2 separate regions of the Macaca mulatta genome follow, and region 2 is linked to region 1. The links are chromatin contacts, called in public Hi-C maps. All regions are on one chromosome and are shown on one strand. Each heading gives the region's core, a stretch centred on a gene start, on an enhancer-like site or on the middle of the called end of the contact. The rest is flanking DNA. Distances are from core to core; before and after follow the strand shown.

Evidence for each region. Hi-C and Micro-C count contacts between places; a contact is called where the count stands out from the background.
Region 2: a contact with region 1 is called in a Hi-C map of fetal cortex germinal zone, with 2.8 times the contacts expected there. The contact joins the enhancer-like site here to the promoter of ITFG1 in region 1. A contact is called at or near these places in 2 of 14 Hi-C or Micro-C datasets (fetal cortex germinal zone and fetal cortical plate).

The regions. Positions count from the first base shown.
Region 1 is chr20:42,889,354-42,896,283 of T2T-MMU8v2.0, reverse strand. It overlaps ITFG1 (integrin alpha FG-GAP repeat containing 1), which reads left to right and starts at 5,179. Exons shown (of 16, transcript XM_077987196.1): 1 at 5,179-5,397. The coding sequence starts at 5,190. PHKB (phosphorylase kinase regulatory subunit beta) reads right to left here and starts at 4,896. Exons shown (of 32, transcript NM_001261044.1): 1 at 4,805-4,896; 2 at 2,214-2,308. The coding sequence starts at 2,268.
Region 2 is chr20:43,458,265-43,465,205 of T2T-MMU8v2.0, reverse strand. No RefSeq gene overlaps it. Among named protein-coding and RNA genes, the nearest start is that of ABCC12, 98 kb to the left of the region's middle. Within about 2 kb of position 2,960, at least 7 of the 40 cell types and tissues checked have an H3K27ac peak or open chromatin away from gene starts, as enhancers often do. A contact at or near this core is called in fetal cortex germinal zone, where this site is marked.

The DNA of each region.
Region 1 (6,930 bases), core at 3,930-6,429:
CTTTCAGTTTAAGCAGTCAAAACAAATTTCTTTCAACCGCAGCAAATACTAGTACATTAGCAGTCAGAGCACAGCTCAAGTATGCACACACAGAAATATAGGACTCACGCTAAATTCCATAAAGAGGAGAAACAAAGAAAAAAACCAAAAGAAGAAACATATCCAAAAGGAATATGAAGTGTTAAAATACATAAAACAATGCAGGTACATTGAAAATGAATTTTTCAAAATCAAGATACTACTGGCTTTCACATTTGGCAATACTGGATAGTTTCTGGCCAAAGTACCAATGAAAAGCTCAGCTGTGAAGCAAGGACATGCTTTAAAATAATTGTCAAATGAAATCGCACAATAAAACATATGCCTAAAAGATAATGTCTAAAGAACTACAATAGGGGAAAGCAAATCATTTCCAATATAAATGGAGTATTTCTAAATAAGAAATTATAAATGCAAACCACTCAGAGTACTTAAACGCAAACACGACAGACCATATTCAAAACACAATGCAAAGTTAAGCCTAAACACCAGCAGGAATGGTACTTATTATTTTAACAGATACAAATTTTAAGTGTGTCTTTATAGTTTTAGTAAGTTTTGGTTAGATGAACTCCCAAAAAAGTGTCAACACTGAAAGTAATTTATAAAGAATCATTCTTTAAAACGGATTATAACACTAAAGTTTGATATTTTTCTAGTCTGTTTCTTGGTGCATTCTATTTCAATTTGATGATACAGTACTGGAAAAGCTTCTTGTATATGCCTTCAAATACTCTATGTAATGTTAAAGCACAGTTCTTGGGTTTAGAAATTTTCAGGACTGTTGATGCATAAAAGCTGTCTTTAAACATTCTATTTCCCCATTACTACTGAATGACTCTGCTAGTGCTTAAAACCACTTTAATTCTTAGTAGAAAAGCCAAGATGGAAAACAGAGCTCGGTGCTTATAATGAAAGAAAGCAGAGTCTAGAGATATATGTCCTCCTGTTCTTTTAGTTCAAATAATCAGAAATCAATTGGCATTGTTACATATAATATTTTCTCATTTAGCAGATGACACCTAGAGATAGAAATCATTTTAGTTCCTTAAAGAGCTTTTGTTTTCTCCTGTTTGATTCTTCCTTAAGCTATTTCTTATTTACTTTCTTCAAGATTTTCCTCCTCTATCTTGCCAGAACAGGACTTGAAATATAAATGAAAATGAATGAAGAGGGAGAAACACTTCTGAAAGGCTATGGTGAAGCCAAGGAGTTTTCACTGTGTTTGGGGGTGCTCATCTCACATTTGCCTGTTCGTGAGTCCTGAGGCTTGAAATATTCTGCTTAAAAGGCATTATAGAAAAAGTAGCCTCTTACCAGCAGCCTTCTCCCGGTTTTCTAGCACATAATAGGTTTTAAATGGCCCAAGTTAAGCCATAACTACAGAAAAGTGCTCTAAATGTTTCAGTTTTCATTTCAGCTATGTGGCCACCTAACGAAATGTGTGTCTTCTTCCCTAAAGTGAGACTGAATACATCCAAAGACCTAGTTCCTAATGGGAATGCATAGGTAATCATGTCTGGGTCCATGAATCACTCAGATTGTTTTCAAAATCCTGTGCACACATCTGGAGAGCAATTCCATAGCTTTCATCCAGCTCTCAAAGGAGTGCATCAACACAACGGTCAAAGAGCCATTGTGCCAACATCTGTTCCAGCCCTTACACCAGGATGGCACAGGATAAAGGCCAAAGCACATGTCCTTAAAATATTCCCTGGGTTAAGTCGCTTCCTGTCTATGAAAACGTATATACTAATAACCTGCTTCACAGTAAGCTGATGAAGAATAGATAAGTGGGATGTTGACCAAAGATTCCTAATTTGTAAAAGTTACTTCCTTTGTGGCAAGAAGACAAAAATCATTTAAGAAATACACTATGTGCACATTTGACAATGGGAGCTCCCAGACACTGAGGAACTGCCTCTGCTCAAACAGCTTGCAAGTATCAGGGCAGGCACTCCACTTTCTGTCCTTTTCAAACCCCACATGAGAAGAACACAATAGGCCACATTCAAAACACAATGTAAAGTTAAACCTAACACCAGCCTGGTACTCAGGCCTGGGCCCACCAAACAAGAAATAAAGACATAATGATATCTTATAGTGAAATCAACCGTCAGAAACAAAGGTATTTAAAATTACCAAGTGACCCTTTTGGGGTCTACAACACTTACCAGACCTTAAGAAAGTAGAAGACGAAGAGACGACTGCATCAGGTGAGCAGGCCATTTCAAATTGTTGGCTCTAATCATAAGCGTCACAGGCTAAGCTACAGCAATTTTAAAACTGTTTAGTAAAGGTTAGAAGCAATCAGTGTTAAATTAATTGAAAGCAGTGTGAGCAGTTATTAACATGATGCAGTGCACAACGAAGGCAGTAACTGAGGATCATTATAATTTTATTTTCTCTTTTATGACTTGAATATGTGATTTTCTTTGGTTTGATAAATTACACTTGCTCATATGGAAGAGACAGGAACTATATAATATCCGCTTATTAAATATTACATAAAAGTAGTATCCTCTATTGTGCAGTGAAGTAATTATGCTACTATGTAACAATGCTCAGAACTCTGTGAGGAGGACTCTATGCTCCAGGCAGGTTAGTCGGTTTCTAACAAAGCTCCATTTATATATTCTTCTAAAAGTAACAAACAGAATCAAGTTGATTGCTTTTAATGACACAGGAAGTTTTTAACTCGAGTTACTAACTTTATCATCTGTACTTCATATACTTATAAGAATCTGAAACCTCAAATTTAACTACTAATTTGGAGTAATGAATTCAAGTGGTATCTCTTTTTACTACTAGGATGTAAACATACAGGAACATTCAACATTGATACTATGCACTTTGCATATAAAAGTGGATTTACATAACTGCATTCAACAACAGTTAACACTAAAATTTTTTTTCTCAGCTAAGAAAAGAGAAGTAAGGTTTTCAAAGCTTACTGTTAATGGCATGCATTTCAGAGGAAACAAAGACTAACAAAGAAAATAAACTCTACGTGCTTATGAAAGGAAAAGAGAAATCTTGCAAAAATATATGTTGGGGGCAGTACTCAGGTCCCTGTAAGAAAACTCCGGTTACTCTCTGTTTAGATATAACCAATCCAATAACACTTTTATATCCAGATAGCCACATTGTTAGTAGCCAACTCAGTATTTCTATATGACTCAAAAACAATTTAAGAAAAAGTGTGAAACAAATACATCTAACTATTCCAAGTCACTTTATTGATTTTTAGTAGTACTAAGGACTACTTTTTGAAAAAATTACCTCATACTTCACAGTTGGTAATTTTACTATAACTCTGAGTAAATAAAGCTCAACTTTTTGTAAGGTATAAAAAACAGAATGTTGGGTGTATGATTTCTGAAATTAGATTTTCAGAAATTAGATTTACTTTCTCCAAATTAAAAAAAAAAAAAAAAAATGTGCACAACAGACAACTAAGAACTTCATAAATGGGAAAAGCCCAAAACATAAGGAGGACATATTAGCTGAGAAAATAATTTCTTTTTTTCCTTTTTTTTTTTTTTTGAAACGGAGTCTCCCTCTGTCACCCAGGCTGGAGTGCAGTGGTGTGACCTCCACTCACTGCAGCCTCTGCCTCCCAGGTTCAAGCAATTCTCCTGCCTCAGACTCCCGAGTAGTTGGGGTTACAGGTGCCCGCCACCACGCCCAGCTAAGCTTTGTATTTTTAGTAGAGATGGGGTTTTACCAGATTGGCCAGGCTGGTCTCGAACTCCTGACCTGAGGTGATCCGCCCACCTCGGCCTCCCAAAGTGCTGGGACTACAGGCATGAGCCACCGCATCCGGCCGAAAATAATTTCTTAATATCAATGCAAGTGCAAAGTTAATTTTCCTAGCTAAGGCCTTTCACACTACCGCCCCCCCAATGATGCAGTTCTTTAAAAGGGAAGCTCCTTAGTTGAAAACCTGTATTCTGCCTTCCACCTTTCCTGTTTAAGTACATGCTTTTTGCTCAAGATTATATCCAGCCAGCCAGGAATACGGGAAGTTTTAATCCCAGCTTTTAGGAGTCATCAGCCACAAGTGCTGATAATGCCACAAGTCATGACTTGCAGTTTGAACAAGTCAGTTCGGGACACTTGAAACTGTTAAAACTGCCTGCAAGGCACCTTCTGACCTCTACGCTTTCTGGCTTGGTAACCACACAACCTGGAACCACTTAAGGAGCCCCTTTTCCTTCTGAGCCCTAACTATGCACTTCAAGATCTGAGGCCCAGTCTCCTTCAATTTCTGCTAGACAGATGACAGGTCTACTGCTTAGAACCTGTGGGAATGTAAAAGGGATATAAGACATAAGGCAAGGAGCAGACGCCGGCTTTCTGCAGCCCGATCGTAGTTACATCTGACTTGATCTGATTAAGCTATCTGACTTTTGGGGAGAACATTCACAGGGAGGACACATTCCCTTTCCCAGGAATGTGCCGCCGCCAGATTTTTAAGTTAGAAGACTCTAAGGGAAGTCCGGACCGCTGCCTACTTTCCGAGTGGGGATCATAAGTTGAATAGAGTCGGGGGCACACACACAATGGAGTAGGCACCACCACCTAATTTTTAGAGGTGGATGAAGATATCAGAAGCAAGGTCAGGGCCGCCAACTGTTTCTAAGGGAGAACTCGGGGCACAGGTTCATTCCCAGGGCCCCCGCCTGCCTCCCACCAAGGTGCTTGAGGATGAAGCACCACCCCAGGTACTCGGGGAGGGGGGCGGCGCCCCAGCCAGCCAAACCTGAGCGCTTGGTCCGAGCTCTTCGCTCCAAGACCTTCCAGCTCACTTCGGCCGTGAGCCCCGCCGCCCCCGCCATCGCGCTCCAGCCGCCGCCTTGGCCACCGCCCCCGGGGCCGCCTGTCAGCAATGCCCGCTCGGCCACGCCCCCCGCACGACACTGTCGGGAGGCGCGCCTGCCGGAAGTGAGCGTGAGGGCGGCTTTCACCCTAGCTCCACTGTCTTTTTAGCGTCGGAAGGGCAGCCCTAGTGGGAGAGAGAAAAAGGATCCGGCAGCGGCTCTTACGCGTCCCGGGGCTGCTAGTCACTCTCTCGGCCGGTAACGCGGTGCTTTACGGCTGCCGTCAAGCGCGGCGCTGGGCCGGCGGGCGGGGGCCGAGGGGCTGCCATGGCGGCGGCGGGCCGGCTGCCGAGCTCCTGGACGCTCCTGTCGCCTCTCCTCACGGGGCTTGCACTACTGGGAGTCGGGCCGGTCCCAGCGCGGGCGCTGCACAACGTCACGGCCGAGCTCTTTGGGGCCGAGGCCTGGGGCACCCTTGCGGCTTTCGGGGACCTCAACTCCGACAAGCAGACGGACCTCTTCGTGCTGCGGGAAAGTCAGTGCTTGCCGGGCCCTCCCTCTGTTCGCTGTCCGTGTGCCCCTCCCGGTGTTCCCTAAACCCATTGCCCAGTGGCCGGTCTTTTAGCATTTCCTGGCCTTTCTCTCCCAGCCCTGTGGCCTTCCCTTTAGCATTATTGACAGTTTGCCCTTTTGCACCACCCTTTCCAACCCCAAGTTCTGACCCAGCCACCCTACAGTTTGACCTACCCCCTGACAGCACCCCAGTTTTTTGCCTAAGAAGTCTGCAGCCTTCTCCCAGTCACCCTTCCCCCTCCTCCCTATGGAATCACCTGCCTTCCAAAGTGCTTCCTGATTCTTAGGAATCTTTGTAGCTTGCCTCAACGTTCGCTCCTAAGGCCCTCTCATTCCATTCTATTTTGCTTCAGTCTTCCTTCCCCGTTGATGAACAGGAAAAGGTGCAGCTTGACAATGTCTTCTCATAGGGGGCTTCTCCTTGCCTCCCCACCTACCTAATTCGCCCCCCGCCCCCCCTTTGTCAAGGCCACAGCTTTCTTTGAAGCAAATGTACCCTTCCAAGGGCGTAAACACTCAACAGCTCACACAAGCATTTTGCAGGGACCACTGATAAAACCAATGCCTCCTTGGGAAAGCAGTCTCAAACTACAGAAATTTCTCTCTTGAGCTGCCTGTTCTTTCGTGTACACTTTCCTCACCTTGGTCATCACTTTAGTGTTCCAAATCTCTACTTTCTTTGCTAACTTGTTCTTGGAAATTATTTCCTTTGACCATCATTAAACTAACTTTTTTATAAATCTTAATGCTGACAGTGGGCATTAGGGGGTCTTAGCGTTCTTGAGTACCTACAGAAGTAGGTGCTGCTTAAAGATCAATGCCACGAAGGAAGGAAGGAAGAGCTACTCAGAGCTTGTCTGACAGGATCCTAAACCAGACTTCTTGGGGCCCTTGCCAGGATGCAGGAGCCTCTTACGGACCCTGAATATTTTCCCAATCTTTTTGACTCCTCATTTTGCAATGTACTGCCAAAAACTTGTTGCCACTCTGTCCAAACTGGATACAGAGAGTAGCATTGACTTTAAAGATGGCCTGTGTTTGATTAAACAATTCCAAAAGTCTGTCTCAATGAGTGCTAATTGAGCTCCAAGAATGTGTCAGCCTCTAGAGGATGGCCCAATAGGAGAAGGGTCTTGGAGGATTCAGCGTTTTATGCTCACATGCTTAATTATGTCCTTGTCAGATATCTACAGTGGGAGTCCCTGCATCTTTGGTGTGATGCATCTGTGTAATGAACCAAACAGCGTTACAAGAGGCAGCATTGCTAGATTCGGGGAAGACAAGTCTTGACATGTAGTATAGTTATAAGGCATCTTCTTTATATGGTTCTTTTAAGTCAACCAATCTGACTCCTTGCAGAATCCACTGGCTTCAGTTTCTCTTGATCAGCTGCTTTTTCCCATGTTCATCCTTTCTATTCCTCTGCTACTTTGAACATTGAACTTGTGATATAATGTTAGGCCTCTCCATTGGCCTAGTGGAACTATCCTTGAGA
Region 2 (6,941 bases), core at 1,711-4,210, 570 kb before region 1:
TCTCCATAGAGCATACACCAAGTAAATGACTTTGTAACTTTACTTCATCCTCTTCATTTACATAGGGCATACCCCAAGTCAAGGGTAGCTAAATTCTCAAAAACTCTGTAACACAGCCTTTGAGCACCTATGCTCAGGCCCGTGCCCACACTGTGGAGTGTACTTTCATTTTCAATAAATCCCTTCATTCCTTCCTTGCTTTGTACGTTTTGTCCAATTCTTTGTTCCGGACACCAAGAACCTAGACACCCTCCACCAGTAACAGAGGGAAGGGTTTGCTTCTTCTTTTGCTGTGGCCCTACCCATTGTGCTTTCTCATCTCTGTTTTGCAAGCAGCCTTCTTAAGAAGGAGGGAATGAATAAAGTAAAATAAAAGCTTTTTGGTTTCTACTAGACTCTTTCACTTACCACTAACTTCCACAACGAGCAACCGTGTTCCCTTTCTTCTGCTGTAAGAGTGTTAGCAGTAGTGAATACGGATCTGCAGCAACTCGGTCCTTGCCTCCTCAGAGGAAAGAATTTGTCTGAAGGTCATAAGGCAGAGTAAGGGACTGAGGCAAGTTTTAGAGCAGACATAAAAGTGTATTTAAAAAGATTTAGAGCAGGAATGAAAGGAAGTAAAGTACACTTGGAAGAGGGCCAAGCAGGTGACTTGAGAGATCAAATGTGTGGTTTGACCTTTGACTTGGGGTTTCATACGTTGGCATGCTTTGGGGGTCTTGCATCTCTTGTCCTCTGGTTCTTCCCTTGGAGCAGGCTGTCCACATGCACAGTGGCCTACCAGCACTTGGGGGGGACCACGTGCACAGTGTGTTAACTGAAGTTGTGCACATGCTCACTTGAGACATCCTTCCCTTACCAGATGAGTGTTCCTAGAGGAAGGTCATATGCCAGGTAATCTCCACCATTTGCCTCTTAATGCGCATGCTTGAGTCCACTAGCCCAACTCCTGAGATCAGGAAGCTGCCGATCATCAGCCTCAGGTGTTTTCTATCTATTGAGATACTGCCTTTCCCTGATGCTGGCTGTGACCAATGATTATTTTAGAGAGACAGTTTAATAATTACCCGACCATCGCCTGATGGTCACCTGACATTCCTGGTGGAGGGGCCCCCTCCTGCCCTGCTTATGTCTTCCTAACTACCTACTCCAATAAAAGGAGTAAAAGGAGGAGAGAAGTAGCATCAGGAAGGCAGCCATCCTTCACCTGCAGAGGGAAAGTTTCACTCGGCAGCAGGAAAGAGCCCCTTGGGGCTTACAGAGGCTTGCCTGTGGGGCTGCTCTGGTGCGCACTCTGGTAGCAAAGCTCTGCCATCAAGTGGAAGATGCATGCTGATGGGCAGCCCCAGGAGTGGATGTTCTGCTCCCATACAGAGTCCAAGGGTGAAAGCTTCACACTTAACTCAGACATTTCCCAGGCAGGCGCTTCCAAGCGTCTCTTTGCCACAATAGCAGTGAGAATTGGGGGGTAGCCTTTCTACAGGGAGCCTGGCACTCTGCTGGCAGGAGGAAATGACATCTTGAATGACTTTGTGGTAGAGATGCATCTCTGGAATGTTCCTATACAAAGCCTGTGTCCCTAGGCAACCCCAGCTTAATGCAGCCTTTAGACTCAGGGTCCTCCAGGCTTGGCCTGTCTTAGTCTGTTCCTGCTGCCATAGAAAAATACCACAGATGGAGTAATTCATAAATGATAAAAGTTTATTTCTTCATCCATGTCCAAAAGCTAGGAAGTCTGAAGTCAAGGTGCCAGCAGATTCAGTTGCTTCCTTGTTGCTGTGTCCTCCAGAGAGGATGAATGCTGTGTCCTCACTTGGCAGAAGGGACAGGATGACCAGCCAGCTCTCGGAAGCCTCTTTATAAAGGCATTAATCCCATTCACAAGGATGGAGCCCTCATGCCTAATCATCTCCCACCATCACTTTGGGATTTAAGTTCCAACATGAATTTTGGATGGATATGTACATTAAAATCTTAGCAGCCACCAATCCACCATCCTGGAGGCTCCAAGAGCTTCTCATGTGATTTACTGATGACTGCTGTGCACCTGCCAAATTCAGGATCTGCTCACCTGTAGCTGCACGGCCCAGCGAGGAAGGGAGGATCTATTCCTCTCTGCCCCCATCCTAATTCCTTGGCTATCCATTAGGGCCTTAATGACTAAGTATGGGGCTGGAGCTTTGGAAAGATTATGAGTCTGCCAAACCCCTTTGCATCAGTTAGGGCTCTGGGCTACGTGTGACAGAAAGCAACTTTAGCCTCTTTATATAAACGAAGATGTAACAGGCAGGAGCTGTTCTACCACAAAGAGGATGTCATGGCCCTTACAACCTCCACCATTGCTATGATGAATGACCTCTAACCATTTGCAGTTTTGCTTTTAGCATTTCCTCAACATTCAAAGTCTGTGGGGAAGACACCTCTCCCAAATGTCCTGGGATGGGTTTGGCTCCCTTCATCTCTGCAGTAAAAGTGAACATCTAAAATTATTTTGCACTAAGATTGCCCACAGTGGGGAGGGAAAGGAAGTAATTCCCCAGTGGGAAAGAGGCAGGCTATTAGGGAAAGGGTGGATGCCAGGTAACCAAAGATGATGGGGCGCCACTACCTAGCTGGCCCCAGCCTCCCCCTTGCAAAAGGCAACCAAAAGAAGCACACCGTGGAAAGTGTGTAAACTCTCCTAGTTTCATCCTGTTTGCCTTTTTTCTTTTATTGTCTTTTGAATGTAATAGGGGCAGCATCGCATAGAAACCGCCCCCACCCCCCGGATTAGCAGGTACCACCAGCCCTGGATCTTCCAGCCTGGTGCCTTCTTCTGTGAAATGGGGTGGGTCCTGTCAACTCTGCAGAGTTGCTGAGAGGCTGAATGAGGAAACAGGTGTGGACGTTCTTGAAGAGCAAAGCACGTCCTGCAATTGAGAGATATGAAACTAGCTCTGAATGGACCAGCTGTGCCTGTTCACCAGCTTTTCATTTCCTCCCACCCTCACCGCCTTTGCATTTGCTTTGACTCTGATTGATTTGGTTAGTTTCACCCTGCTTTATTCCACAGAGGGTTTGGCTTTCAGGTGGCAGGATTTCCTCATTAGTTCCCTGGCAGGCCTGTTTGAGCTCACTTCCTGGCCTCTGGGATTTCATGGGGGCTTTTGTCCTCCTCCTTTGCATTCTACGTGCAGCTGCTCCAAGAGCTGGGATGAACGTGGGGGTGACCTTCTGGTGGGCAGCCTTTTTCCAGCACCCACAAGTGACCAGTCCAGGGCACCCTTTCCTCCTGCAGAGTCACTGCCCACCCTAACTCATGGTCCCACTCTCTCTCCTCTTTCCTCTCCTTCCCTTCATCCTCCTTTACCTCCCCTTCCTCCTGTTCCTTTTCCTTCTCTTCTTCTTCTTCCTCTTTCTGCCCTTCCTCTCCCTCCTTCCACTTCTCCTCCTTCTTTCCCTGTCCCTCCTCTCCTTTCTCTCTTCCCCCTACTCTTCCTCCATTCCCTCCCTCTCCCCTCCCTCCTCCTGCTTCCCCTCCTCTTCCCTCTCTCTCCCCCTCCTCTGCCTCCTTCTCCTAAATGCAGCTACATTTGGACCCCTGCAATCCAGCAGGCTGAGTAAGATGCTGGCAGCACCTCTATCCTCTCTGGTCACAGGGGCTGGATGTTACACACCTTCCCAATCTATTGCCTTCCAATACCATGTCCTTCTAATGTCACAGTAGCAGAGATTCTCCTTGGGACAGAACCATGGAAGAGCAACACTCCTGAGTCCTTTTGAAAAGATCACCCAACAACAAAATTCAGCCACTTAAGAGAGAAGTCCAGATAAAGAACTAACGGTGGAGAAAAAACAGGAAAGGGGCAGGTTCTGAGCATTGGAGCCACACAAATATCAACCGGGACTAAGTAAGTTGGAAATTATAATCACAGACTAACTTGTGAATGTCATAAATCTTGAAAACTTAAAAAAAACTAACAAAAATAGAGAGAGGTAGTGCTAATTTCCATGTCTTCCATAGAATGAAATGTATAAACATTATTTTAAATTTGTATACATAGCTAAAACATATGATTTCAACCTTTTCCAGTTTTCATTGTCATTATCATATTATTTATTTTTATTTTTATTTTTTTTTTTGAGACAAGATTTTGCTGTGTTGCCCAGGCTGGAGTATAATGGCTCACTGCAGCCCTGACCTCCCAGGCACAAGGGATCCTCCCATCTCAACCTTCCAACTGGCTGGGACTACAGGCATGCACCACCAAGTCTGGCTAATTTTATTGTATTTTGTAGAGACAGAGTTTCTCCATGTTGCTCAGGATGGTCTCAAACTCCTGGGCTCAAGTAATCAATCCAAATCAGCCTCCCAAAGTGCTGGGATTATAGGCATGATCCACCATGCCCAGCTCATTATCATTTTAAGCTAAGAGGAATCTTTCAGCAATTAATACCTCTGGTGGTTTAGAAAATTTTACCTGAAATTCATAAATATTTTCAGTTTAATCACCATTTGTTTTCCTAAATTCAAGTAAAATTAAATTAAATTTATTTTTAAAAATAGTATGCATCACCTACTTCAGAGAAATGTATTTTAGTTGATTCGTCTGCCCTCCTATCTGTATATATGCAAAAGAGAAAGAGGTATGTAGAGTGATATTCTTGCAACTTTTAAAATAGTCACATTATTTTAATGATATCTATTTCTGGGGGCTAGATTCAGGGTAACTCTTTTACTTTCTTCTTTATAGATTTGGCATTACTTCAAATCTTTATAATAAACACAAACTATTAAAAATATAATCATTACTCTCAAAAAAAGCATTCATCCTATAGAAGAGAACTCTGGGTTAATTGGAAAATCTGCTATATGAATGAATAATTTAACATGGATTCTTAGGTAACATGCATAGTTATTCATGTTTACATAGACTATTTGAATATATCTAGAAATCCTGCTGACTTATAACTCGGACGCATATTTTTTAAGTTTAAAGATTTCCAATTTAGGAGTTCCTCCGTCTGCTAATGGATGGTGGTATCATTGTTACAGTATGACATTTGGAGTTCACTGATCTATGCTGGGGAGCAGAGCTGGGGATAAAATTGGGGCAGAGGGGGTAAGAATGAACTCTTTGTATTAAAAGCAAATGAATGTATTATGATCGGTACCGCCAGAGTGCAGCCTAAAGGGAACAGGCAATGAATTAATGATGTGGCAGAGCAGCCACACAGAAAGGTTCCTGTCAGAGTGACAGCAAGCCTAACATTGTGACTTAAGGCCCTGTTTTTATGCCCCGACCACCTCCAGTTTGGGCTTGATATAGTGACAGCCCCATGCTTTAAGATTCTTGCTTGTTCAAGTTATTTTTCCCCAGGTAGCAATTTCTCTGCTCTCAATTCAGGGAGAGTGAACGAAGAGCAAGTGGGTTTTGGGCAAAGGCTAGGCTTGTGAAAGTCAGAGTGGTAATACACTGCTTTTCCTAATTCCCAGCCCCTACTAAGAAAAAAAACACTGGAGAAAATTGATAATGCAGTACCCTCTATAAAAGCAGGAGGTTTTAAATTTTAATTGATCTGGAAAAATTATATTTCTACAAATTTATGCCATCATTCTGCCCCAAGCCCAGCCATTGCTGCCACCAAAGCACTGATGTTTAACCAGGGATTTTAAATTTAAGCTGTAAAGCAGGGAACAAATGACCAACATTCCCTGTCCATTTCTACTAAAACCATGAGAAACTTTTGAAATTGCTTTCCAGAAAGATATCAGCGAATGCATGTATATGTGATTACCCATGGAGAAATGTGGGGCATTATTTTGTGTGTATTTTAATATAAATTATGTGATACTGTAAATAAGCATATAAACGCATATAAAAAGTCTGTAAATCCTACCTCATAACAGTGGTGGCCTTAGGCAAAGGGAGGGAACCATGGTTAGGCCTAGGAAGAAAAGCGATCTTAGCAAAGAGACATTTGTGATGTTCTCACCTCTATCCTCTATCTCTCCCTTCTTTCCTTCCTTTTGTTCTTCTTTTTAAAAGACACGTAGTCATACTTTACCTCCACAACTAAAAATTACTTTCAAAGATTTCAGAATAATACTCTACAGAGAAATCTAATAAGCCCAGTTATACACTTAATAATTGCCTAGTCAAATTGCTTCTTTGGTTGTTTTAAAAACTGATTTCTGCAGAGTAGCTATGTTTTGTGATGCAGCTGATCCCATATCGTCACTGGGATGAATGTAAATGTCAAAGAGATGGTGTTTTGATCTGATATTTTTACCTGAATAAATATTACTTGCAGCTGAAAAAAGCAAAGATTCTGTTCATGAGTGGGACACACTAGTCACTCAACAAAATGCTGAATGCATGAAATGGATGGATGGATGGATGGATGGATGGATGGATGGTAAATGGATGATGAATGATTGAATGGTGAATGAATGGATGGTGGATAAATGGATGTATGGTGGATGGATGATGGATAGTGAATGGATGGATGTATGGTGGATCAATGAATGGATGATAGGTGGATGATGAATAGATGGATGGATGGTGGATCAATGGATGGATGGATGGATGGATGGATGAATCAATGGATGGATGGTGAATGGATCTATTGTGAATGGATGGATGGATGATGGAACAATGGGTGGATGGATGGATGATGAATGGATGGATGGATGGTGGAATTAATGGATAGATGGATGGATGGATGGATGGATGGATGGATGGATGGTGGGTCAATGGATGGATAGTGAATGAATGGATGAATTAATTGGGTGTGAGACACAATCGCTTGTTAGATTAAGGATTACCTTGAGCACAAGTTATATAAATTTTTTTTTTAAAAAAAGAAAGTTGAAACTCATTCTCGCTTACCTTTGGCCAACAGCTGGATTTGATAAAGGCAATATTTTTTTTTGCCTTTAGAAAATCAGCACAACAAGG